7 separate regions of the Mus musculus genome follow, and all the other regions are linked to region 7. A link is a contact called in public ChIA-PET, Hi-C, HiChIP or PLAC-seq, Micro-C and promoter capture Hi-C data. All regions are on one chromosome and are shown on one strand. The core of a region is the stretch at or near the end of the contact, and the rest is flanking DNA. Distances in the headings are between cores, read along the strand shown.

Region 1 (3,660 bases), core at 1,109-3,608, 320 kb after region 7:
GGACTGGTTTTCTCTTTAGATGTGACTACTTACTAACAGGAAAGCATTTTCTTATAATCTCTCTTATTATCTTTATTCTTTAATAGCTACAAACCTGTGCTAATATATGTAAAACGTTGTAAAGACACTTGACAAATTAAAAGTTATACACACACATACACACACACACACCTACCTCTAGTAATTTTTTCTAGATGTATAATATAGTGGGCACTAAGAGATTCAAACAGGCATCACTGTCTCTAAACAGGAAGCTTCTAAAGAATTGATGTAGGGAACATAAGGATTCTTAAGGATGGTGTAGTTTAAGTGTGATCTGGAAACAAAGTTCATCTGGTGTGTTCTCCCCTCTTCCCCACCCTGTCTCTTCTCTCCTCTGTCTTAGTTACACTTGTATTGCTGTAACAGAACCCCAGAACCAAGGCAACTTGCAGAAGAAAGAGTTTATTGGGGCTTGCAGTTTCAGAAGGGGAGCCCATGACTATGGTGGGGAGCATGGCAGTAGGCAGGCAGGCATAGCATTACAGCTGTAGCTGAGAGCTACATCACCCACAAACAGAAGGCAGAAAGGGCTAACTAGGAATAGCATGAACTTCTGAAACCTCAAAGCCCACACCTAGTGAAAACCTTCTCCAACAAAGCCATACCATCTAATCCTTCCCAAGCAGTTCCACCAACTAGGAACCAAACATTCAAATACCTGAGCCTATGAGGGCCATTCTCATTCAAAACACCATACCTCCTTACTTAAAACCCATTAGGCAGCACTCAGTGAGACAAGACAGCAGCCTGGTTGGGGCTTGCCCCATCAGCCGATGTCAGGAAAACATCCCAGGAAGGATAGAAACCATTCAAGGATAGTGGCCTGCTTGAGTGTATTTGTTACTTTTCTCATAGCTCTGTCAAAATCTTGACAAAGGCAATGTAAGAAAGAAAGGTTTTATTTGGGTTCATGATTTGAGAAGGGATATAGTTCATTGTGGTAAGAAAGGGATGGCCCCAGGAAAAGGAATGACTTATCACATTGTGTCAATGTCACAAAATGGACTAGGAGTAGGATTGGGTTATAAAACCATAAGATGTGACCCAGTCCCTTCAGGGAGGCTTCATTCCTCAGGATATCCAACCAAGAGCCTACAAGGCTGTATGTGGCCCAGGATAACTATCAACCCATCCCAACACAAAATCATAATCTTAAAAACATTTGATTCTTGGAATGGAGTAACTTGAATGCACGTTTTTTAACCATGAACTTTGTAGATGACAACATCATGTTGCAGCGTCATGCAAATCAAATGCATGTATTCTCTCACAAACCACAGACCATCAACTGAATAGCCCTGGAAAGTTACACAACATTCTAAAAACAGTGCTATCAGTTGGAACCAAGTGTACAAATCCATGGGCCGGTGAGGACCTTTCACATTTGAACAACAATGTATTTCACACTCAACATATTATTTAAGATCCCTCCCTTTTAAAGTTTGTACATTCTTCTCTTGCTCTCATTGATATAGAACAAAGAAATCATGTCATAGGAGCACATCAAGTATCATTCACTCTTCAGTGAAGGAATACAGTAATTATAATGATGTTTGATCAAGATTTCCTGTGTAATGGGGACTGACTATACTTAGAACCAGCCTTCAGTGAAGTTGGAGGTCAGGGTGTACTTTCAGCTTTTATACATTTTTAAATTGTGTTAGTCTTCATTATAAATCATCAACATCTTATAAGAGCATCCTTTATAAACTTGCAGTGAAAAGTCTGGGGACTCATGCTCATCTGCTCTGGCAGGTGGAGCCAGTTAGATGATTAAGAAGTCTCCTTCCTCACTATGGAATGGGACCCAAAGGAAGCAAGTTCAAGTTGATGGATTCTGATGTGGTGACCTCAGTGGACCCCTCTTACTCAAGGCCCTCTCCTATGCCATCAGAATACACTGGCCCCTGGTCCAGGAAGCTTGTCCTCTAGACAGACAGAGAGGCCCTTACCACTGTCTTTTTTTTTTTTTTTCTATAGTTGATGAAAATTGAGCTTCTTCTAAGGTGTGGTTTCTTTTATGTTAGCCACCTTATAGTAGCTGCTTTCCACTTTCCAAAAGATGGAGATGACTTAGAGGAATGTATTGAGATCTGTGGTTGACACAGGTTACTCATGGGCATAACTTTCAAAGAAATCAGGAACTAGTTTGAAAGATAAAACCATTCTACATAAATATTGGTTCAAAATAGTGTCCACATCTCTTAAGTTCTTCACAGGATAAAAATAGAATTGTAATAGCTACCCCTGGCTCTTTATCTGGCTCCACCCCTTCCATTTTTGTTCTGCTTGCCTCTGATCCAGCTCCTGCCAAAGAGCTTTGGCATGCTGCCATGTGGTCTATACATTTTTTTCCCCAAGCACAACATGGCTGCTATTTCCTTCCTCCCTTTCCATGCTTTCTGGTGGCAGTATGTTCAGTTACCATCTGCATTTCAAAAGTTCTTTGGTCATAGATGTCCAGAAAAACTCGTTCCTTGCACTGCTAACCCATGGCAGGGCAGAGGCTGCCAATATCTGTGCCAATGTGTAGAATTTACACTAAACTACCTCCTGCAGGGCCACTGTTTGGTCCCAATACTGCTCTCCCTACCCCTCACCACACACATGACAACACCACACACATGACAACTTAACCTGAGTCTATGGAGCTTGGCGAGTCAGGATGGGGTGGGATGCTGAGCTTGAAAGTTCATGAGTTCATGGCTTTTTTTTTTCCTGACCTGAGGAGAAATATCCAATTCCAAGGTCTGTAAGCATTTACTTCACTTCCGTGAGGCCCCATATCTTGCCTTAGCTGTTAAGTGGAGCTTAGGTTATTTTGAATAGGAGAAAGCAAGTTGAATAGAACTCTCCTATTGTGTCAATCCCTCTCCTGGGTATACATTCAAAGAAAATAAAATCAGTATTTCTGAGAGATTTGTGTGTTCATGGAACTGTTATTCAGGGTAGCCAAGTTTTGCAAACAGTTATATATGTATGTGTGTGTGTGTGTGTGTGTGTGTGTGTGTGTGTGTTTGTGTGTGTGTAAAATATATATTCTATAAAATATATAAAACTACATATAACCATATATACATATATACATATACATACATATATATACATATACATACACACACACACACACACACACACACACACACACACACACACACAGACTGCCATGTAATATTATTCAGCTTTTTAAGGAAGTCCTGCTTGTCACAGTGACTGCACAGTTAGAGTTATGCAGGATTCTGAGTATCTGTTCAACAGCCCAGTGACTGTAGTTAGTAATGCTGAATTACAACAGCACAGTGACTGTAGTTAGTAATGCTGAATTACAACAGCACAGTGACTGTAGTTAGTAATGCTGTATTACAACAGCACAGTGACTGTAATTAGTAATGCTGAATTACAACATCCCAGTGACTGTAGTTAGTAATGCTGAATTACAACAGCACAGTGACTGTAGTTAGTAATGCTGTATTACAACAGCCCAGTGACTGTAGTTAGTAATGCTGAATTACAACAGCACAGTGACTGTAGTTAGTAATGCTGTATTACAACAGCCCAGTGACTGTAGTTAGTAATGCTGAATTACAACAGCCCAGTGACTGTAGTTAGTAATGCTGT
Region 2 (3,427 bases), core at 218-2,717, 370 kb after region 7:
ACTTCCTGGAGATAATCACATTTAATACACATATGCACGAGCATGCGCAGACACACACCGTGGCCTCTCTTTTTCTTAGTATAGATAAAGGACCGTTCTCCGTGGCGTAAAATATTCTTCTGTATAATTTTGTATGCAGAATTTATAATACTCATGTGTGCAGCTGCCAGAATGAATTCAGTGGTGTTGAACATTCACACTATATCTGTTGCTTGGAGCAGCAAACGATGACAATCTATGTGTCCTGTGGCCAAGTCTTTTTACACATCTGCTGATTTAATTTTTGAAGGACAAAAAAAAATAGGCTAACTAGACAAAGGTAAAAATTATAAAATTGCTATGTAGAAGTGATGTAAGCACCCTAGCTGGTGACTAAAAGTATTTTCCATGATTATCAACATAATCACAGTTCTGGTTTCTTTGCACTTCTTTTGGGCCATGCAGCAGTCTAGGGGACATCACATATATATGTCTGTCAGTGATAGCCTGTGCATACAGCAGTGATCTCATACGGTTAGAATGGAGCTGAAGACGATTCCTTTCTTGTGTAACTTTTACTGCACCTTTGCTGTTTAGATACACAAACCCTTGTGACCCCATGATGTCCATTAGGGTAATGTGTTGTGCATGTTAGCTTAGGCTTAACAGCTCTCTTGGGCAGCCTAAGAGGGGAATAGGCTGTGCTTTCTAGCATTGTGTACAGACTCTCTGAGATATTCCCAGAATGCATCCCCGTGCCCGCTGCACAATGTAAGTGTGTTGTCTCTTTAGTACTGGGCAACCTCTGAGGTCATTGTTTCTCTGCCTTCTCATAGTGAGTATACTGAGTCAGAGAAAGGCCGACTCACTTGTGTCTGACAGGGGTGGACAACCAGGATTTAACATATTCCTCCTTGATTCTGAAGCTAGTATTTTCTAAGGTATCATGATACCATCCGTAGTTATGTTTGGAGAGAGAGCTCCAAAATACTTCTCCTGGGCTTTTCTGGTAAGGATTTTTGCTAGGGTTGTTCTGCCTCCTACCTCTTAGGCCAGGTGGGGGAAGCCTTCTACTCTCAACAATTCTATCCCCAGACAACTGAGCTTTGTCTTGCATTTTAATTGCAACATGCCAGATTATGACAGGACATGAGGAATGTGTGCAAATGCTGCTGGAACAAGAAGCATCAATCCTCTGTAAAGATTCCAGAGGGAGGACACCCTTGCACTATGCGGCTGCTCGGGGCCACGCCACATGGCTGAATGAATTGCTCCAGATTGCCCTTTCTGAAGAAGACTGCTGTCTCAAAGACAACCAGGGATACACGCCACTGCACTGGGCGTGTTACAATGGTGAGTCGAATGTCATCTGAGTCGAATGTCATCTGAGTAGAATGTCATATACTAGACTTTCTAGCCTCGCACCTCTGTGACCTCAGTGGAGGTGAGAACACTGCTGTATGCTGTGGTTACTGGTGTCTGCACCCAGACACTGGTGTCTGTCTTATGTTGTTTTAAACATCCCTCATCCCCACCCCTGTGGCTGTCATGATGCTGAGTAAGGTTTAGTTTGTTTCCCTCTTCCTGTGACACCTCATCAGAGTCGCCAATGGACTTGAGCAACTGTAATCAGAGTTTCTGATCTGCACCAGATAACCAGGAACCACATGAAGTATTAAAACAATGACGGTAAAAACAAAACAGCATACAGTATAGTTCACATACAGTAGAGTCACTCATAAACGCTAGTAGATGTGTAGTTTAGATTTTGGTATTTTTTTTTAATATCCACATTCCACATTTGCTTTGTTGTGTGTGCTACTTGGAATATTCAAATTTTTTATCTCAGTTATTTGGAACAAAAGAGAAATGTGTGCTAATTGTATGCATGTCTCATAATTTTTCCTCTGAGATTATAAATAAAAAATATGCATATTCTTTAAGTGGAATTATACCACAAGTCTCATCCCATAGTTTTCTTCCTTTTTTCTTAGTGCTCCCTTAAAATCCTACTGCAGGCTATCCTTAGATACCATATGCACAATACATAGTTTTAATAGTAATATACTGATAGCTACACACATGCACACCTGCATGCACACTCACACACATACATTCACGTGCATGCACATTCCTTAGAACTTGCTTATTCAACCCGATCCCCCTCTGATGGACTTTTAGGTTAATTTTAGGGTTTCTTTCCTACCATAAACACTGTAGCAGTGCATATTCATATTATAACATGAAAATCTCATTAAATATCCAGAAGTGAATTTTTTAAATAAAAGGCATGTTTTTAGAATTTTAAGGAATAATATTTTGTACAAAAGGTTGCCCTAATGTGATAAAAGTATTTTTGCTACAACTTTGCCAGCCCAGTGTGATTGTATTTCTTTATTTTTGGTAACTTTTTCTTGGTTAAGTTTGCATCTCATAATATAATTTATTGGCTATAGTTCCCTTTCTGAATGTGGCCTTTCACCCATGCCTGCTTTCTCATGGTGAACCGCTTACCTCTTCCCTTGCATCTGTAAGAGCAGGGTGCCTTGGCTATGTGGCTCTTCTGTATTGTGTGTTGGGAGTGTCTCTGTTCCTTGTTTTGAATGCCTTTTGCCATGCAAATGTTTTGAAGTTTTGTGTGGTTGAATCTATTTTGTGGTATCTCCATAATCAGCCTTACGAAGACCTCTTACCCCCTAAGAGAATGGATATCTCATATGAATATTTCTAACTCTACTTCTGCAACTTTATATTTGCATTTCAGTTCCACTAGGATTTTTAGTTTGGAAATTGTGATTATGTTTTCTGGGAAGAGTTTCTGTGCTCAATTACATTGAGTTAAAACTACCTGTGTTTTCATTAGTCTTCGCATTCATTGGTTCTGCCTTAATAAAAACTTATTTTTGCTCTTATCCTACCATTGGCCAGCTGTAAATTTTTTACCTAAAATAATATTTTAACCTGCAACTTGTGAGCTCTCTCTGGCAAGGGAGAAACCACAACAGGAAAGGAAAGGGTGTGGAAGGGTGCTGAATCTGAGGGCAGACACAGGCTGGTCACACAGACTGCATCCTCTCCCTGGGGTTCGGCTTCTTTCTCTCTCCCCACCAGGCCATATGGCATTCACTGTTTGATTTCTTCATTATATCTCAGAACACCTGTGAGCATAGTTAATAACATTTTAGCGTTTTGTTTTATTCTACAGAGAACAAACATTGAACTCAACACTTAATGGGGAATTAAAACCAAACCAAATCAAACAAGACAACAACAAACAAACAACAAACCACCATGACCAAAGTTTGTTTCTTTCTTGTGAGCTCTCTAAATGTGTTTATTCCTTGCAGGTAATGAAAACTGCATAGAGGTACTTTTGGAGCAAAAATGTTTTCGAAAATTTATTGGTAATCCCTTCACTCCACTGCACTGTGCAATGTAAGTAGAAACT
Region 3 (3,597 bases), core at 250-2,749, 420 kb after region 7:
CCTGGATATAACAAACGCTATAGAAGCTCAACATCTAGATCTAAATTCTCCTACTTGGCTAGCTCCCAGAAGGAATGTCCACCTATTGCTATGTATTCTTGTTGTGTTTTACAAAAAAGAAAAGGAAGCCAGGGATATGTTTGGTATAGGTGCAGAATGGTGCAGAAGATGGGGATGCCTCTGCGGGCCCATGCTGAGGTACTAGCCATATGACAGATATAGTATGGAATATAGTTTATTTAGGGCATGGGGAGGGGAATTGAGAGAGTAGTAGAGACAGAAAGGGAGAGAGAGAGAGAGAGAGAGAGAGAGAGAGAGAGAGAGAGAGAGAGAGAGAGAGAGGAGGCCAGCTATGAACATGTAGGGGGCGGGGGACGAGGAGAGAAGGGGCAGAGAGGGAAGAGAGCAAGAAAGCAAGAGAACAAGAGAGAGAGGAGGGGGCAAGTTGCCCCTTTTATAGTGAGTCAGGCATACCTGGCTGTTGCCAGGTAACCATGGGGTGGAACCTAGAAGGAATGCTAACATTCCAATCAATCGCTCTTCTGGTTATTTCTGCTCTTTCTATGTGTTTACCAGAGGGTTAGATATTTGAATTTCCTATGTAGAGTCTTGAGACTTCACCTTTGATGGGGAAACTGTAACTTTGAATAAATAACAGGATATAATAAGCATTGCTTTTAAAAGTTACTTTCAGAATAGCTGTAGATCCAGAAACAAACCACCACGGTCACAGGGAACCTCATACAAACCGCATCCAGTTTCTCCTGTTGGCAATCAATATTCTGATTTGTTCGCACACTCTGCTTATAAACTTCTGGTGTAAAATAAGCAGGTTCCTTTATTACTTTCTAATCAAGATAACAATATTGACCCGCTCTGTAAACCATATAGACTCCCACAGACCACCACAAGAATCATTATTCCAGGCTTCTCTCAGTAATGAGCTTAGACTTCACATCCTTAGCCTGAAGTCAGCCCACACTTACATACACCCAGAGGCTGAGCTGCTGGGCTGGCGCCTTAAACACCTGGAATGTGAAGAGGCGGAGCAGATTGAACCTCCTCAAGAAAGTCAAAGTCTCGTGGCCTTGCTCCCAGACAGGGCCAATATGACCGTTAATATTTATTGCCAACTTAACAGGAACTACAATTACCAAGGAGCCAAATGTCAGTGAGTTCATTGAGATGAGTAGGCCCACTTTAAATCTGGTGTCGCCATACCATGGGGTTCTGAATAAATAGAAATCAGCATCGGCATTTGTCGCTGCTCCCTTCATGGCTGTATGCGACGTGACCAGCTGCCTTAGCGCCTGCATCGTGGCTTACCCATAATAATGGGCTGTACCTACAAACTGTGAGCCGAAAACAGTTCCCTCCTTATATTTCTTTTGCCCCGCATGTTGACACTGCAAGGAGAAAAGTAGCTAATGTAGCCAGGGCCCCCGAGTCATGAACACATGATGCGCAGCTGTGAAGTGAAAGGTCAATGACTACACCCTGCAGAAGCCGGAAAAACTTGAAAGACAGGAAGAAGAACAGTGTGAATGAGATAGAGGAACACTGCTAACACAGTGAGCTGCTATGGATGAATTATGCATTCTTTATGAGAAATTACTGTATTAAAATCATATGTATATTGATTAATTTATATGCTGCTTTTTATTTTTCTCTCTTAAGAGTTTATGAATATTCATGAATATGCTGATGGTTGCATACATAAAAATAATCCTGAAAGACTGCAGCAAACTTTACTCAGTGGCTACTTCTGGGGTAGGAACTGGAACTGGGAGTAGGAAGGGGGAATGCTAGGGGCAGCTTCATCACTACAGTCCTACAGTATTTTAAAGAGTTATTTTAAAAGTTAAAAAAAAAAGACATAAGCAAAATAAAATTGAGAACTACTGAAAAGCCAATGTAAAAAATATTATAATCTTGTCACCACACCACTAGAAGAGTGGCATGAATTATTTTTTCCCATGACTCTCTCTCTTCCGTTTTAGATTTGCTTGCTTTTATTCTTGTATGTATGGGTGTTTACATGTACATTTTCTGCATAGGCCAGAAAAGAGTGTCACAGCCCCTGACACTAGAGTTAGAGACAGTTGTCAGCCACCATATGGGAATCAAACCTGGGTCTCCTGAAGACCAGCCACTGCTCTTAACCACTGAGCCATCTAACCACTTTCTCCCTCTCTCGTGAACAGTTTTAGATATAGAAAGGAGATATGCAGTAATGGTTTTTGCTTGGTGGCCTCGAACATCCTTCTGAACCTACTCAGAGACATCTCAGAGGTCCTCATGTTCTTTATCCGATTCAACAAGCATGGAATCTTGCCTTAAGATGGAGTCCAGGTTATCCACATAGGTCCTGGAGTAGCCATGAGACCTGCAGGCATGTGCTGGCTAGGGATTAACAGGACATATGATGGTGAAAAAACTCTGTGGTTGTAAGCAGCAGAGAATTTTGGAGCATAGCATAGTTCAGAGTGTCTTGACTGACAGGAAAGATAGATATTGCAGAGAATTTTGGAGCATAGCATAGTTCAGAGTGTCTTGACTGACAGGAAAGATAGATATTTGTGAGAATGTGTGTAAATGTAACTATATGTGGAGATATATATATATATATATGTGTGTGTGTGTGTGTGTGTGTGTGTGTGTGTGTGTGTGTGTATACATATATATATGCATATGTGTGTGTGTATGTTGCATTACTATGTATATGGGTTAATTTTGTATCATCATTTTGAGGCTTACTATTTTAATTTTAAAAATTTCCTATCTTGCAGGGCATAATGGTATACATCTTTAGTCCCAGCACTCAGGAGGCAGAGGCAGGTAGATATTTGTGAGTTTGAGGTCTACAGAGTGAGTTCCAGGACAGCAAGGGCTATAGAATGAAACCCTGTTTTGAAAAACAAAAAGTCCAAGGTGGTGAGAAAGCTCGGCAGGTAAAGGTGCTTGCCCCAGAAGCCTGATGGCCTAGTCAATCCCTGAAACTACATAAGGGAGAGGGAGAGAATACATTTACTCCTCAGACTCTCCCCACCCCCCTCTCTCTTACACACACACACACACACACACACACACACACACATACACACACACTCACACACACACACACACTCACACACACATGAGCATGCATGCACACACTCACACATAGACACACAAATGCATACACATGCATACACATGCATATGCACACTTGTATGTACATATATGCACACACACATACATAACACACATGCACACATGTACACATACATGCTTAAAGACAAGGTAGATGGCTCCTGAGGGATACCATCTGGGGTTGACCTGTGTGTGCACATGTGTACACACACATGTACCTGGATGTGTACTCGTTGTACACCCATGTGTGCATACATGTGTACATTTTCCCCATCTTGACACATAGTGTATAAAAAAGTAAAACGTAAAAACAAAATTCTAGGCCTTTAGGCCCAGGCTTGGGAATGTGACCTTTGTGACTCAATGCTCCAAGGTATGCTAATCATAAAACAGATAGCAACATTCCTCCACCCACCCGCTTCCTGGGTTCAAAGAGTGTTCATTTAAAGAATGTGCTATTGTTAG
Region 4 (3,484 bases), core at 545-3,044, 440 kb after region 7:
CTTTTCTTTCCTGCTCATTCTCATAGTGGGATTAATTACTTCTCAGGAAAATGTCATTTTTGTTTAAAAAAAAAAAGATTAACTTCTTGGCAGCATGAAAAGGAAGATACTGCCATTAAAAGCAATTCCTAAAAATTAAAACATACCTTCTTAATATACTTTTCTTTCCTACAATCAAGAATCATTGGATTTCTCAGTGAAAGTGCCTAGAGGGATCACATATAATGCATGTGTGTGTAGCCAGTATAAGAAATTATCTTCCCGCTGGGCGTGGTGGCGCACGCCTTTAATCCCAGCACTTGGGAGTCAGAGGCAGGCGGATTTCTGAGTTCGAGGTCAGCCTGGTCTACAGAGTGAGTTCCAGGGCAGCCAGGGCTATACAGAGAAACCCTGTCTCGAAAAACAAAAAACAAACAAACAAACAAAAAAAGAAATGATCTTCCCAAGGCCGTCACTCATGCTTAAAATCTTGTGGTAAAATATTTATACCAAAAATTCCATCACTTTTATCATGTTTTTAGTGTACAGGTCAGTGATATTTAATATATACCCAGTTGTGCAACGGTCCCAGCCTTCCATCTGTATATCTCTCCTCACTAGAACTGAAACTAGAACTGAAACTCTGAACCCGTTAAGCAATAACTCTTTTCCCTCCCCCCCAGTGCCCCCCAGAATCACAATCTACTGCTATAGAAATGCAGCTGAGTCCCCTGCTGACGTTTTAAAGGTTGAAAGGAATGTTTTTTTATATAACGTTTATTAAGGAAAACAGAAATAGGAATGGTTTATAGAGAAAGACTCTCTAGAATGGGAGAGGGTAGTGAGGTGGAAGAAAGGCATCCACACAGGAGGCTCAGGAAGCTTTATAGTAGCCACCTCTCCTAGGTCTGTGTCTCACTGGGATTTTTCTACTGCTTGTTCTGCTTCTTTCTGCAAGAAGCCCAGCGACTCACTGCAATGAACATTTGCCAGTAAAGATGTGATACACTACAGCTTCCATGATTCATTCTCTCTCTCTCTCTCTCTCTCTCTCTCTCTCTCTCTCTCTCTCTCTCTCTCTCTCTCTCTCTCTCTCTCCCCTGCTTATTGATTGGTGGGGTGAGGTTGCAAGAGTGGAGGGCAGATACAAAGGGATAAGGAAATGAATGGGATTAGAGTACAAGATGTGTGGGTTCCCAGGGAATCAATAAAAAGGAAGAGAAAAGAAAAAAAAGGAGGATGAGGAGAACAACAACAACAACATGCAGCAGCAGCAGCGCCCAGGTGGGGAAGGGCCTCCAGTCTTTCTTAGCAACTGGCTTCTTTCATATGTTAATTTTACAGCTCTTCGTTGCTTGGACACAATGCTTTTTTGTCTCATAAATACAACCACCCTGTGTACCTCAACAGGAAGTGTTTGTCCTTTCTGGGTTTTTTCCACTTTGCATCTCATTAGGGATCAAGCATGTAGAACGGGTCAGAATTTCCTTCCTGTGTGTGCGTGCGTCGATGTGAACGTTCAGGTGCCTGCCTCTCCTGGGCGTTCACCCCACTCAGAATAAATTCACGTGGAAAAACACAGCCTGCTCACTTGGGCCACTTCTTCCTTCTGTCCTTGGGCTGTTGTAATGTAAAATACTTTTGTAATACTTTTAGACCTCCCAACTGTGGTCAACTTGGGGAACTTAGATTAGAAAAGGAGATATTGGTGAGGAAGAGTAACAGGCTGGTGCAGGGAGCCTTTGAGGTGTGTCTAGCCCACTTCCCTATCAGCACTAGGCCAGCCCCCCAGGTCCTGTGGCTCTGCACTTATTTTTGCTTTGTTCTTTAGGCTTAACTTCTTTCTTTTCTTCCTTTCAGACACGGTGTCTCTAACTGTTGAGGTCTGCTCCTCTTAGCTTTTCTTTCCTCAGCTGAGACAACTTGTTACCTCTTCAGGATACAACACCTGCTGTTCTCTTCACTGTTTAAAGGGATTCATCTCAGCACTGATTTTGTGAACAAGAAAGGAGGGAGGGATCCACCCCTGTTCTTCTAGCTAGTCATCAGAATAAGCACAGCTGTTGGAACTCCTGGAACAGAGCTAGCAGATACGGCCACCTACCTGTACATACCTGCTTGCCTAAAGTCTCTATCATGTGATCCACCCACAAGATGCAGAAAAAGAAATAACAGATTGAAAAATCAGGCTAGCTCCTCTCCTCTAGGGACAAATGGTTATTAGTCATACAGAGCCTCCAGAAGGGAGCTGTTGGAGCTTGTTGTGTGTGTGTGTGTGTGTGTGTGTGTGTGTGTGTGTGTGTGACTCATTGAATTCAGGATCTTAAGAGCAGAGCCAGTGACCTGGGTGCACACCTTCTTTAAGTGTTGCCTTTTGCAATGTGCCACAATATGAATCTCTAAGAATTTTACTTCTAGGAGGCTTTCAAACAGAACTTTGGCAGCAGGCAGGGATTGAGCCACGAAGCTTTCAGATGCACAATGGCAGCTCTAAGTTCTGAAGCAGGCCTTTCAGTAGCAGAAAGAAAAACCAGTCACACAGCTAGCTGTACAAACAGCCACCAAACTGAAATGCTCAAGACAGCTGCTTTGGGCCTTTGGTGTGTTGAGTTCAAAATTGTTGTGATTATAAAAGAAAGAAAGAAAGAAAGAAAGAAAGAAAGAAAGAAAGAAAGAAAGAAAGAAAGAAAGAAAGGAAGGAAGGAAGGAAGGAAGGAAGAAAGAAAGAAAGAAAGAGAGAGAAAGAAAGAAAGAGATATAAGGATATGTTCTAGCTAGGTGTGGTGAGGTGTGGGGAAAGGGGATGTCTCAGTGGGCCCATGCTGAGGCATTCCTTACCCCTGAGGGACCAGCCACATGATGGTATAGTATAGAATAGAGTTTATTAAGGGCATGGGGAGGGAAGTTAAGAGGATAGTAGAGGCAGAAAAAGGGAGAGAGAGAGGGGGGGGGGAAGAGAAGAGAAGAGAAGAGAAGAGAAGAGAAGAAGAGAAGAGAAGAGAAGAGAAGAGAAGAGAAGAGAAGAGAAGAGAAGAGAAGAGAAGAGAAGAGAAGAGAGGTAGAGGCCAGCCATGACCACATGGAGGGGAGAAGAGAAGGGGGAGAGAGGGAGAGAGGGAGAGAGGGAGAGCAAGAGGACAAGAGGCCAGAGAGAGAGGCAAGAGTAAGAGTAAGAGAGAGAAGAGGGGGCAAGCAGGCCCTTTTATAGTGGGCCAGGCCATTGGGGGAGGAGCATACCTGGCTGTTGCCAGGTAACTGTGGGGGTGAAAGAAAATGAGATTTTGTATCTTGTGATTCATGTAAAAGAGTTGTCTATGAGCCCCCGACCTGGGGCCAAGAACAAAGCAGAACAGACAGGGCTGTTGTCAAGACATTCCTAAGAACAGCTTGATTGTACAAACAGGGCTATCTTGTCTGGGTCAACACCACCTGGCCGGAACCTCCCCTCTGTCTACTGCCCCTTGACCTGGGTAAAGTCATACATCAACTGGTTGCTATGTGAACA
Region 5 (3,468 bases), core at 364-2,863, 470 kb after region 7:
CTCTGCTGCCATAAATACCCTGCCACAATGGACGATATGTTGGAATTGTGAGCCAAAACAAACCTTTCCTTAAGTTGTTTGTCCCAGGGTATCATCACAGCATAGGACAAATAACTCCTATACCAAGGGGCACACCACAACATCCAAAACATACATGGTATGCCTTAAATGCTTATTAGCTAACTATTGCCCTGCTACTCAGTATTACCCAGACTTTCCTGGCCCTTCCAAATCTACCTCCATACCTCAAAGCAGCTCACCAGTCCATTTTCCCAGTCCTCTCTTTACAAATAGTCCGTATCTTGTAGCTAGGTGTATTTGCTTAGATATCCAAGTGTTTCTGTCTAGGGTTAAAAAAATTGTTACCCTTTTACCTTTGGATTGTAGCTTCTTGATGTGAATAGCAGGGTTTTGTATAAGATAAACAATTAGCTTCCTTTTCGGTCTTGAAATTCTTTGATTTCATGCATCCTATCCAGCTTTCCTCAAAATATTTGCTAGAAAATTAATCTAATAAAATAAAATTGAGTCAGTGCCAAAGATCATTCTAAGTAAAATTCTGAAGTTAGCAGCACGCACGCACGTGCACACACACACGCACACACACACACACACACACACACACACACAAAACTCATCTGCTGTCTGGTTAGCTTTAAGGGCTGACACCTCATAACATTTCAGCGTTTCGAAGCTGTTACAAGTATTATCAATGGGTTTAATTTGCTTTTTTAAAACCCCTTCCTTTGTGTAAAGACAAATGGAAATTCTTCAAAATGAACTAAGTTATGAGAAAGAGTGGAAGCTTGAGCAAAATTCTCTTCTAACGTCATTGTGGAACCAGTCCCCAGAGACATGGGGGACTTGGAGAGCACCTCAAGTCAGTGCCGACCTGGTCCTGCAGGTACCAACTGGGAACATCATGTTGGTAGGTATTTTTATATTGTTTTTTTTTTTTTTAGACTTCGTCTGATTAAGGCTTCCACCAAGAACAGGATTTCCTTTGACTGTCGTGTGTTTTGTTTCAATGAGCAGGTGTTGTTACTACCTACAGGGCCCAAGTCGGTGGTCTAAGAGGAAGGGGGAAAGCCATTTGTCTCTTCTGGAATCAAGCTAGTTGGTCCTTGAAGCGAAATTGCGGAGGCCCGAGATGGTTCAAAATTGAACAGGATGGGGTTTGAAACTGTTGCAGGGGAAGGTGTGCGTGACAGCCACCTGACACGCCTTTGATGTGCCGCCTCTCTTGGCCAGTTAGCTCTGAATCTCTAACAGTCTCTGGACTCTAGGGCGTTATCCTTGCCCCTGGCCAATTCCTGCGGTACCCACCCGGCCATTCCCTCTCCTGCCTCTGGGATCCCGCGCTCCCATCCCCCTCTCCCTTTCTTCCTCCACTCCCCGTCCCCCCGCCCCTCTCGCCCCCTCCCTTTTCTCTCCATGCCCTCCAGCCCAGCCCACTCCGCTTTCTCATTCCATTTTTTAGGCACACAATCTCGCTCACGCTGCAAACGCCCACAGCCCCCTCCTCCGTGGGCGGCACCGCGGGCCGGCTGCTCGCAGTTGCGCAGGCGCGCTGAGCGGCAGGCGAAGGGGAGGGGGTGCTGGCGGGCTCCGCGCAGGCGCGCGCTGCTCAGCTGGGCACGGCTTGGCACCGGAGTCTTTCCCTCGCTCTGTCTAGGCTGCCGAGCTTCTCCTGGTGTAGAGGCGCTCGTCTGCACCATGTTTCTCCACTCAGTCAACCTCTGGAATCTGGCGTTCTATGTCTTCATGGTGTTTCTGGCGACCCTGGGGCTGTGGGATGTCTTCTTCGGCTTCGAGGAAAACAAGTGCAGCATGAGCTACATGTTCGAGTACCCCGAGTACCAGGTACGGCCCTCCCTTACCTGCGCGCCCACACCTCCCGGGCTTCTCTCGGGCTCAGATGGAACGCTCCGACTCGGAGCTCTCCTGGCACTCGAAGTCTCCTGCTTCGTGCTGGGCAGGGCATCCTCGCCTCCGCGACCCCTCGTCCCCCACCCAGACTCCGGACCCCGACTTCTGACCGCCAGAGAGCCAGCTCTGGTCCCTCTCCCCAATCCTTATACTTCCCGGACCCTCCTTTGCTTGCAAGGAGATGATTTCTCTTCGCGCCCAGTGATGGGCGTGCGTCAGATTTCGCTTTTCTGGAAAGAAGCAGCGTCTTGCAGAGTTGCCAAAGCTGATTTAAAAAAGAGGCTCTGAGGTTTTACCTCTGGGTGAAGTGACAGACTGGCCTGATTAATAATTAAACTGAAAACTATCTAGTTTTCCTCCGGTGGAGAATTTTGCCGATCCACCTGTTCTGTAGGTTTTGAGTCCGTGGGTGTGTGAGTGTGCGTACCTGTGTTTTCGCATGCCTCTGAACAGTCAGTGACCTGCATAATCGATTACGATATCTGTTATAATCGGTTGCATGTACATTCTGGTGTTATTTTGTCTTCTCACTGGGTTTAACAGGATCTGCCTCCTCTTTCATCGCCCCCCCCCACCTCCTCTGTTCTAATTTGAATGCTTTCATTAATTGCTTCATTTGTTCCGCGTAGTAGAATCTAAAATTTCATTCATGACCAGCAGTAGAAAGAGATGATAACAAATTACACAGCTGTCAGGAGAAATTCCCTTTGGTGATATTTTTCTTGAGATTTCTAAATGAATCTAAATTTTGGAATATCTATTATAATAACTCCTATAAAATATGCATAATACATTTTGATAAGGTGCATTCTTAGTATACTTTTAGGATCATAGCAGATTTTTTTTTCTGTCGATAAAGAATGAAAATCAGGATTGAGTCTGTGTACAGGTCCTTATAGAGGGAGCCTGTTTGATGCTCTCTTATTTACATTTAAAAACTGAAGTTTAAGTTGCTGAGGAGCAAGCATCCTTTCCCATGGATATTTTCTAGTAGATGAGTTCCTACCTTGATTTTGCATCAGTGGTTATGAGGGAAAGTGAACACTGCATTTCAGATGCTTTTGGAGATTTTTAACAAGTTAGTGTTAATTCCAAAGCTAATGAACTGATATGATGTTGGCTTATGTTCATTAGAATCTTAATAGTTAAAAATAAGAACTTTAGGGTTTTTTTAAAAACTGAAAATAGAGTTTATTTTAGTTCTCTTTCATTGCCTATGATTTAATAATTTGAAAACTCGGTAATATTGAAGCAGGTCGCTTTAGTGTAGTACTGTATTCAGTGGTTACAATAAAATCATTTTGGAACAATAGTTTCCATTTATTTTTAGATTTCCCACAATTATTTGGTCTGTTTTAATATTTGCAGTAGTAGAAATTGCCTCCATGTTCAGAACAAAGCATATGGATCTCACAGATGGGCCTTGTGCCTCATGAAATTGACTAGAAAGAGAAAATTAGTGTCATTGAGACAAAAGAGCTAGTGGGCTTTTTTTGTCGGTATGTAGTTATTTTGGTACAAATTGCTGTTTTGGAGTTT
Region 6 (3,464 bases), core at 682-3,181, 340 kb before region 7:
CTGGCTTCTCCAACATTCAGATGTCTTGAGGACTTGTTGAGGTTTGGTTTGTTGCTATGTACTGTAATACTAAATACCGGCTATGGTTGACTCAGGGACAAGAGATGCTTTATGGCCTTACTCTTTGATTTAAAACTACTGGCTGAATAAGGATGCTGACAGCCTATAGATAGGAAGAAGAGAGGTAGGTGGGGTTTCAATTCTTGGGCTTGGGGTTGGAGAAGGAATATGAGTATGAAGGAGAGAGAGAGATAAGACAGCATGAGGTATGTGAATCATGAAAACATGGTCATGAGGGCTGGTCATTTGGAGCTAAGAGCTATCCAAATGAAACATGGCAAGCTATAACTTGGGATATTTGATAGGGAAGTGGATACTAATACCGTAGAGGGTATTAGTAACTGCCCAGCTCTAGTATATAAGGTTTGTCATAAATGTAAAGAGTTTTCGTCTTTTATCTGGGAACTGAATGATCATAGTTGGAGAAGAGACCCCAGTTGAGTTTAAATATTTTGGCAACAAGGACTAATGTCTGAACTTTGCCTTCCAGCAGCATATCCCATTATGAGCATAAGAACTGTACTGTCTACTAAGTTGATCCAATATAATTTTGTGTGATTCAGCCAAGTATTTTTTAAGTTCCTTTTGGATAAGAAGTAAAAGAGGAGCTGAACTGAGGAGTGTAGCTATCTTCCCTAACACAGTCACTGTTCCCTCAAGTTTGTTCATTATGTCAGACCAAGTATTTCCTGTGACAAGTGGCCTTTTTAGAAGATGCTCCCTTCAAAAGTAACTATTCTAGTAGGAAAGAAAAAGACTTCAGAAGAAAAGAGCACTAATCAAATAATAATCAAATCCTTAGTTACAACTGGAGGGATAGAATGCCCAAAAATCAATTCTAGAATATGTACTTAAATCTGAATACACATCTGTGTATTATTCCTTTTCCACAGAAACTCAAACCTGAGAAAATGAGTTTAAATTGTATGCAGAAAAGTATTCCAACTGCTAGGATGCTTCTACAATTAACAAAAATTGTTTCCCATCTTATTTTTGGTAAATAACTAAGCTTTTGGATATTTATTCTTGATAACTAACCTTTGGACATATTAACATTAATATTGTTGCTGCTTACTCTGAGGACAAGTTATGTAACTTTTTACAGTTGCTGATACTGATCTGATGGCTTAAAGCCCTTAAAAGCCAGCCCATTGAGATGAAGAATCGGGGTTGCAGAGCGCTAGGGTTAAAGCTACAGCTTTAGACTTTGACCCAAGTATTTAGCCACCTATTTACAGTAGAAATGACCATAAAGCACTGCACCGGAAACAAGATATGTGTATGATGGATAGTTGCTTATAATAATGACAGTCCTTATTACATGAATTTATCTAACAGAAATTACATACTACTTAAGAGAGAAGGTAGGCTCTCAGGCACTTTTTAAAAAGTCCTTGCAAAGGAGTCTTTGAACGGAGTTCCCAAAGCTATGGGGCCAAGTCTAATGAAGCTGGTTCCCTTCCCTTAGGCTCTCTCCTACTTTTATTTTATTTGCTTGTTTGTTCTTTTATGGGAGAGTGGGGGTGGGAGGGAGAGAGGGAGGGAGGGAGGGAGGGAGGGAGGGAGGGAGGGAGGGAGGGAGACAAGGTCTCACTGTGTAGCCCTTAAACTAACTATCCTTGAACTCGGTATATAGACCAAGCTGACCCTGAACTCAGAAATCCTCCTACTCTGCCTCCCAAGTGCTGAGATGAAATATGCATTATTAGCCAGGAGCGCAGGGCAGCTAGCCTACCAGGGGCCTGAACTGCGCTGCCCCGCCCTCCCTGGCAGGGATGAGTGACAGCGACAGCGACAGGTGCTGAGAGCAGAGGCGTCCGCTGCTTCTGTGTGTGGCGCCCGGAAGGGGGAGCAGAGTTTGCACGTGGGAACTTGTCTTCCTGTCTTCGAGCCAGCTTTCGGAAGTCCCCAGAGGCCACTCTCTGTAGTAGACCCTAGAGGTCGGCCCTCCAGGGCAGGGAAGGCTCGCCGCTCTTGCCTTCCGCGGCGCGTTCCCCTCCGCTCGCAGTGCTCGCGTCCGTCCGTCCAGCCGTCCGTCCTGCCGCCGCTGGCAGTCGCGGTGCGCGCCGTCCGTGCCGCCGCCCCGGCGGCCCCGGGACTTGCGCACAGCGCCACCGCCACCGCCGCCGCGCAGCCCGCCTCCCCCGCCCCCACAGGGCAGCTCGCCCGGCTCGGAGACTGCGCCACTGCAGCCGCCGCCGTCGCCGCCAGGGGGAGCGAGTCCCCGACGGGAGACGCGCCGGCTCGCTTCCTGCGAACGCGCCTTCCAACTTGAGCTTCCCGCGAACTCCGGAGATTAGAAAGATGGAGACCGAGTCCCGGGCGGTGAGTGCTGAGGGCCGGCCGGACTCTGCGCGGCCCGGCTTCGGACGGGCTGGAAAGAGTGGACTTTGGAGTCGAAAGCCTTGCTGTGGGGTTGGGAAGGAACGCGCCGCGGGAGGGCAGCGGGCAGCCCCGCTGAGGAGAGCGGCCCCTCGGGCTGTGTGAGAAGGGGCGCTGGGGGTGGGGGAGGCGGCGCTGGCCCTCGGTGGGGCGGACGGGCAGCTCGGGGGAAACGGCCATCGGCCAAACATGCCTAGCGAGCGGCCGCCCTCAAGTGTTCCCGCCCGGACGGCGGCGCCCTCGACGGCTCGCCCTTTTCAGGACACGTTCTCGCGGGCACGAGTTGCGCGGCCGTCGTCGACGCCCCGACCCGGGGCAAGGCCTGAGCCCGGGAAGGCCTGAGCTACGCGCGCTGCCCTGTCAGGCCTGGGCCCGGCTGGGGCCTAGGGGCCCCCACCGCCCCCGCCCTCCCAGTGCAGCCTGGTAACGTGCCGCGCCCCGCCCCGTGCCCGGCCGCCAGCCAATCAGCATGCGCCCACGCAAGGCCGCGGCCCCGCCTTGCACGAGGCGGCCAGCGCGTGGTAGGTGCCGTTGAGGGTTCCCGCCACCGCTGCTGGCGGGTTTGCCTGACAAAATTTCTCGCTGGCTGGCCTTCTTTTCCCTCCCGCACTTTGGTGGGGAGGGGGGAGACCCTCGTGTCGGTGTCCCGGTCCACGATGACCCGAGAGAACCCGAGGACGTTGTCAATCCGGCCATTTGCCCCATCGCCTCAGCCTGCTGGCCTCCGAGGGGAAGGAGCACCGAGGCGGTGACTGCGACGGTTAGCCCACCTCTTCCTTTGTCTTTGCAAAGATGATCCATCTCGAGGTCGAGGTTAAGCCTCAGAGGAGACGGCACTAGGGCCATGTTACCTTGGAAGAGCATCTTAAGAAACTCGTTGGTGGTCGAGCTTTACGGGGAAGCAGAGGGTCCAGACTAAGGATCCTGGAGCAGGCAGCCTCCTAGCTCCATGCTTTCAAATGGTTGACAGTGGGAGGTTCCCTCTCCTCAAATTCAGTGCTAACCTCGAAGGAACTTGATGT
Region 7 (3,150 bases), core at 532-3,031:
TGCTCTGCTCTTTTTTTTTTCCTGCTCTGCTCTTACTAGTCTCTTGACTCTGCTATCACAGTGTGAGAATGGTCTTTCCCAAAGTGTGTCTGTGGGTGTGCGGGCAGGTTGGTGGGAACAAGAAGCTGAGAGGTCATCTTCAGCCGCAGACATACGGCAGAGAGAGCAAACTGAAAGTAGACTGAGGCGAGGAACTCTAATCTTGTCTCCAGCGATGTACTTCCTCTTTCTGCAAGGCTGCACAACCTCCCCAAATAAGGAGCCTAAGGGAGCCGTCTCGGACTCATTTTAATACTCTCCTTCCTGTCCTGAACCATATTAGTATTCTTTCAGGAACAAACATACAGACAAGTAGGCTGTGGTGAGAAAAATCTTTTTTGTTTTGTTTTTGTTTTTTGAGACAGGGTTTCTCTGTGTAGCCCTGTGGAACTCACTTTGTAGAACAGGCTGGCCTTGAACTCAGAAATCCGCCTGCCTCTGCCTCCTGAGTGCTGGGATTAAAGGCGTGCGCCACCACGCCCAGCATGAAAAAATCTTATTTTTATAAAAGAGGATTCACAAGACAATTCTGGGTGATCTTTTAGTGATGTTTATCATTACTCTGGAACTCCAGGAAGTATTTAGCTTCTACAATTACCACAAATGCAGCAAATGCTCCTTTGAATCTGTTATAGAAATGATAAGCCTTCCCAGTGAGAAAGCATCCTGCACATTTGGAGGATAATAAAGGAAAAAGGTCTGGCACAGCTGGCTCTGGCTAATGCTCGGTAGGGCCAGCCTTGAATACATTTTGATAACTTAGAGACACCTTAGGCTTATTTTCTCCAAATATGAGGTTATCCTCAAATTTGTAATTTAGGTCCCAACCCTGGGTTACATTTAGTACAACTTAAACAGAGACAGAAGGCTGAAAATCTGGTCAATAGGTCACTCCTATTTGCCTGGTCATTTAGGCATCAGTTATTGCCAGAATTATTTTAAGTGCACCAGTGTTGTACTTTTTCAAATAGTTGTTACCTGGGGTCATCTTACCCATTTGGCAGAATTATGTTTCTCTCAAGAAAAGAACTGGGCTTTATTGTAGATCAGGACTTAACATTGCTTGTGACCCTATACTATTCCCTTGAGCTGCCTGTTAAGAGAAGTATTCTACCGTATCTAATGGCTGGTCAATACTGGTGAACCAACATTAACATCTTAGGCATCATAAACTTTATTTCTAACAGGCCTGGCTAGCATACTGTTTATTTTTTGGGTGTCTTGGAGGCAGTGTTCCTTTGGCTAAATTCTATTTTGTGTAATTTAATCTCTCTCTCTCTCTACTTTTTATTTTTGTTTTTTTCGAGACAGGGTTTCTCTGTGTAGCCTTGGCTGTTCTGGAACTCACTCTGTAGACCAGGCTGGCCTCGAACTCAGAATCTGCCTGCCGCTGCCTCCCAAGTGCTGGGATTAAAGGGGTGCGCCACCACTGCCAGGCTCCTTTGGTTTTATTAAAGACAGGCTTTGTCTGTACAGCCCTGGCTTCGGGAACTCTCTTTGTAGACCAGGCTGGCCTCGAACTGCCTCTTCTCTTCCGAGTGCTTGAATTAACGGCACGTTACCCACCACTGGCCGGACAGGCTACAGCCCTCTTGGGAAGTAGCCATCCTCTTCCGCGTTTAGTCTTCCCCGCGGTTTCGCTGGCTTTTTAAGGAAGCCGCCGGGAGCCCGCCCTGGCCCCGCCCACTCCCATAATGCCCCTCGCAGTCTCATATAGGTGGCAGTTGAAGTACGTGCTACAGTGCGGCGCGCGCTCCCGGGTGCGCACGCTCAGAGAGCGGCCTCTGTTTCTGGCGGCGGCGAGCGGAAGTCCTTGGGAGCGCCAGTTCCGTCTGTGTGTTCGAGTGGACAAAATGGCGAAGATCGCCAAGACTCACGAAGGTAAGCGGCCTTTCCCTTCCCACGCGCGACCTCGGCAGCCAGCCAGCCGCGGCCCTCTCTCCTGGCTTTCTGCGTCTTCGCGTGGCATCTCTGGTCTCGACCGAGGCCGCGCGGCGAGGCCTGCTCGGCTCGTCGGCGCAGGCCGCTGCCCGCGTAATGGCGTCCTCTCGCACTCCGGGACCGGCGCTTTGTTCCGCGCTGGCTGTTGGTGCTTCCGAGTTCTCTTGTTCTGACCGGAGAGCCTCGCTCGAGCGGCTTGCCCCGGGGGACTCCCGGGGAGGGAGCGGGGAGGCGGACGTGGGAGGCCGACTTTCTCGCCCCCCGGGCGCTATCGTCGGCAGTTCGTACCTGGAAAGCCCTGAATGACGGCAGCCGCTTTCGGGCCGCTCCTAACGGAGGCCGCTTCAGCGCAGGCCTGCCAATCCCAGCCTTCGCGATACAGGCATCTCCAAGGCGGCTGGATCGTGTTGTGGTGCTTGCACTAAATGATTCCGGCAGAAAATCTGGTAGTTTACTCCTTTAATCACTTGTGTCCTGGTGTTCTATCTTTTTCCCTTTGAGAGCTAGGTGTTGGAGAATCAGGAGGAAGAGAGAAGGAAAGGCAGATTTGACCAGTTGCCAAAGTTTTCTGGGTAGTCGCTTATTTTATGCTGCACAAGAGTAAACAGAGCTAGAAACATGTTGAGAAGCAACCAGATTCCATAAGGAAAGTAACCAGAGAAGACGGGAAGGAATTTGAGTCTGAGAGACAGAATCCCTGTTTCTTGGCTCCCGGTTAAGAAGCCAAAATTTACGCTGACACTAAGTCACTAAACCCGTCCTTTCTAAGTGTGTGTCTCGGTGTTAGAGAGAGGTAACAAGCTAAGGATGTCAGAAATTTGACAGTTTGATGTGGAAGCAGATGTGTGAATATTCTCTTAGAAAATCAAAGGAATGTGTACAGAGAAGTAAAGCCAGTACTTTCTGAGAAGCTGGGTAACGGAGCCATTAATTTATGCTTAGTTATTTTTGGGAGGTGGTGACGCGGCGCTGATAAAAAAGGATCAATCAGTTTTAAATTAGGGGAGGATGTCTGAGCCGGAGGGAACATCTTGTACCATGCAGTGAGTGTCGCTGTGGTAGGATAGAGGAGGGTGTAAGGAGGGAATTCCGATGCGAATCTAAAGAGATGGTTTAGGACCAATAGCTGGGACATTTGAGGAACTGAAAATACTAACACTTTTGAAAGCC

What was found. Promoter capture Hi-C pulls out the DNA fragments that hold promoters and counts their contacts. A called contact is a pair of places that touch in the nucleus more often than the background predicts. ChIA-PET counts read pairs in DNA pulled down with a chosen protein or histone mark. HiChIP or PLAC-seq counts read pairs in DNA pulled down with a chosen protein or histone mark.
Region 1: an H3K27ac HiChIP or PLAC-seq map of acute myeloid leukemia shows a contact between it and region 7, with 2.2 times the contacts expected there. The contact joins the enhancer-like site here to the promoter of Sf3b1 in region 7. A contact is called at or near these places in 2 of 39 promoter capture datasets (cranial neural crest and second pharyngeal arch cranial neural crest), 1 of 484 Hi-C or Micro-C datasets (bone marrow-derived macrophages), 7 of 115 datasets of contacts at active chromatin or transcription factors (CD8 T cells, acute myeloid leukemia, bone marrow-derived macrophages and 4 more) and 3 of 9 other capture datasets (adipose tissue, liver and pancreatic islet).
Region 2: a contact with region 7 is called in an RNA polymerase II ChIA-PET map of effector CD8 T cells, with 52 read pairs. The contact joins the enhancer-like site here to the promoter of Sf3b1 in region 7. A contact is called at or near these places in 6 of 39 promoter capture datasets (the C10 cell line, cranial neural crest, frontonasal cranial neural crest and 3 more), 1 of 15 datasets of contacts at CTCF or cohesin (large pre-B cells), 2 of 484 Hi-C or Micro-C datasets (CD8 T cells and bone marrow-derived macrophages), 25 of 115 datasets of contacts at active chromatin or transcription factors (CD4 T cells, CD8 T cells, the HPC-7 cell line and 19 more) and 5 of 9 other capture datasets (adipose tissue, embryonic stem cells, liver and 2 more).
Region 3: a contact with region 7 is called in an HNF4G HiChIP or PLAC-seq map of pancreatic cancer cells. The contact joins the enhancer-like site here to the promoter of Sf3b1 in region 7. A contact is called at or near these places in 2 of 39 promoter capture datasets (cranial neural crest and embryonic stem cells) and 3 of 115 datasets of contacts at active chromatin or transcription factors (bone marrow-derived macrophages, large pre-B cells and pancreatic cancer cells).
Region 4: a Hi-C map of B cells shows a contact between it and region 7, with 23 read pairs. The contact joins the enhancer-like site here to the promoter of Sf3b1 in region 7. A contact is called at or near these places in 1 of 39 promoter capture datasets (cranial neural crest), 1 of 484 Hi-C or Micro-C datasets (B cells) and 5 of 115 datasets of contacts at active chromatin or transcription factors (the 230-238 cell line, effector CD8 T cells, embryonic basal ganglia and 2 more).
Region 5: a contact with region 7 is called in a promoter capture Hi-C map of second pharyngeal arch cranial neural crest. The contact joins the promoter of Pgap1 here to the promoter of Sf3b1 in region 7. A contact is called at or near these places in 7 of 39 promoter capture datasets (cranial neural crest, frontonasal cranial neural crest, hippocampal neurons and 4 more), 1 of 15 datasets of contacts at CTCF or cohesin (the NIH/3T3 cell line), 5 of 484 Hi-C or Micro-C datasets (bone marrow-derived macrophages, embryonic stem cells, nephron progenitors and 2 more), 13 of 115 datasets of contacts at active chromatin or transcription factors (astrocytes, bone marrow-derived macrophages, effector CD8 T cells and 9 more) and 4 of 9 other capture datasets (adipose tissue, liver, macrophages and 1 more).
Region 6: a contact with region 7 is called in a Micro-C map of embryonic stem cells, with 4 times the contacts expected there. The contact joins the promoter of Boll here to the promoter of Sf3b1 in region 7. A contact is called at or near these places in 2 of 39 promoter capture datasets (embryonic stem cells and neural stem cells), 1 of 484 Hi-C or Micro-C datasets (embryonic stem cells) and 1 of 9 other capture datasets (liver).

What each region holds. Positions count from the first base shown.
Region 1 is chr1:54,709,434-54,713,093 of GRCm38.p6, reverse strand. The region is part of intron 16 of Ankrd44 (ankyrin repeat domain 44); the gene reads left to right. All of the region lies in intron 1 of 4930444A19Rik (a long non-coding RNA gene), which reads right to left. Among named protein-coding and RNA genes, the nearest start is that of 4930444A19Rik, 30 kb to the right of the region's middle. Within about 2 kb of position 2,358, at least 12 of the 459 cell types and tissues checked have an H3K27ac peak or open chromatin away from gene starts, as enhancers often do. A contact at or near this core is called in acute myeloid leukemia, where this site is marked.
Region 2 is chr1:54,658,906-54,662,332 of GRCm38.p6, reverse strand. It overlaps Ankrd44 (ankyrin repeat domain 44), which reads left to right. Exons shown (of 28, transcript NM_001081433.3): 21 at 1,116-1,332; 22 at 3,327-3,414. Among named protein-coding and RNA genes, the nearest start is that of 4930444A19Rik, 21 kb to the left of the region's middle. Within about 2 kb of position 1,467, at least 28 of the 459 cell types and tissues checked have an H3K27ac peak or open chromatin away from gene starts, as enhancers often do. A contact at or near this core is called in CD8 T cells, effector CD8 T cells, memory CD8 T cells and 1 more, where this site is marked.
Region 3 is chr1:54,609,988-54,613,584 of GRCm38.p6, reverse strand. No RefSeq gene overlaps it. Among named protein-coding and RNA genes, the nearest start is that of Pgap1, 54 kb to the right of the region's middle. Within about 2 kb of position 1,499, at least 15 of the 459 cell types and tissues checked have an H3K27ac peak or open chromatin away from gene starts, as enhancers often do. A contact at or near this core is called in pancreatic cancer cells, where this site is marked.
Region 4 is chr1:54,583,546-54,587,029 of GRCm38.p6, reverse strand. No RefSeq gene overlaps it. Among named protein-coding and RNA genes, the nearest start is that of Pgap1, 28 kb to the right of the region's middle. Within about 2 kb of position 1,794, at least 146 of the 459 cell types and tissues checked have an H3K27ac peak or open chromatin away from gene starts, as enhancers often do. A contact at or near this core is called in the 230-238 cell line, B cells, effector CD8 T cells and 1 more, where this site is marked.
Region 5 is chr1:54,555,829-54,559,296 of GRCm38.p6, reverse strand. Pgap1 (post-GPI attachment to proteins 1) reads left to right here and starts at 1,613. Exons shown (of 27, transcript NM_001163314.2): 1 at 1,613-1,863. The coding sequence starts at 1,717.
Region 6 is chr1:55,362,220-55,365,683 of GRCm38.p6, reverse strand. Boll (boule homolog, RNA binding protein) reads left to right here and starts at 1,931. Exons shown (of 11, transcript NM_001368767.1): 1 at 1,931-2,385. The coding sequence starts at 2,365.
Region 7 is chr1:55,026,109-55,029,258 of GRCm38.p6, reverse strand. Sf3b1 (splicing factor 3b, subunit 1) reads left to right here and starts at 1,781. Exons shown (of 25, transcript NM_031179.2): 1 at 1,781-1,920. The coding sequence starts at 1,893.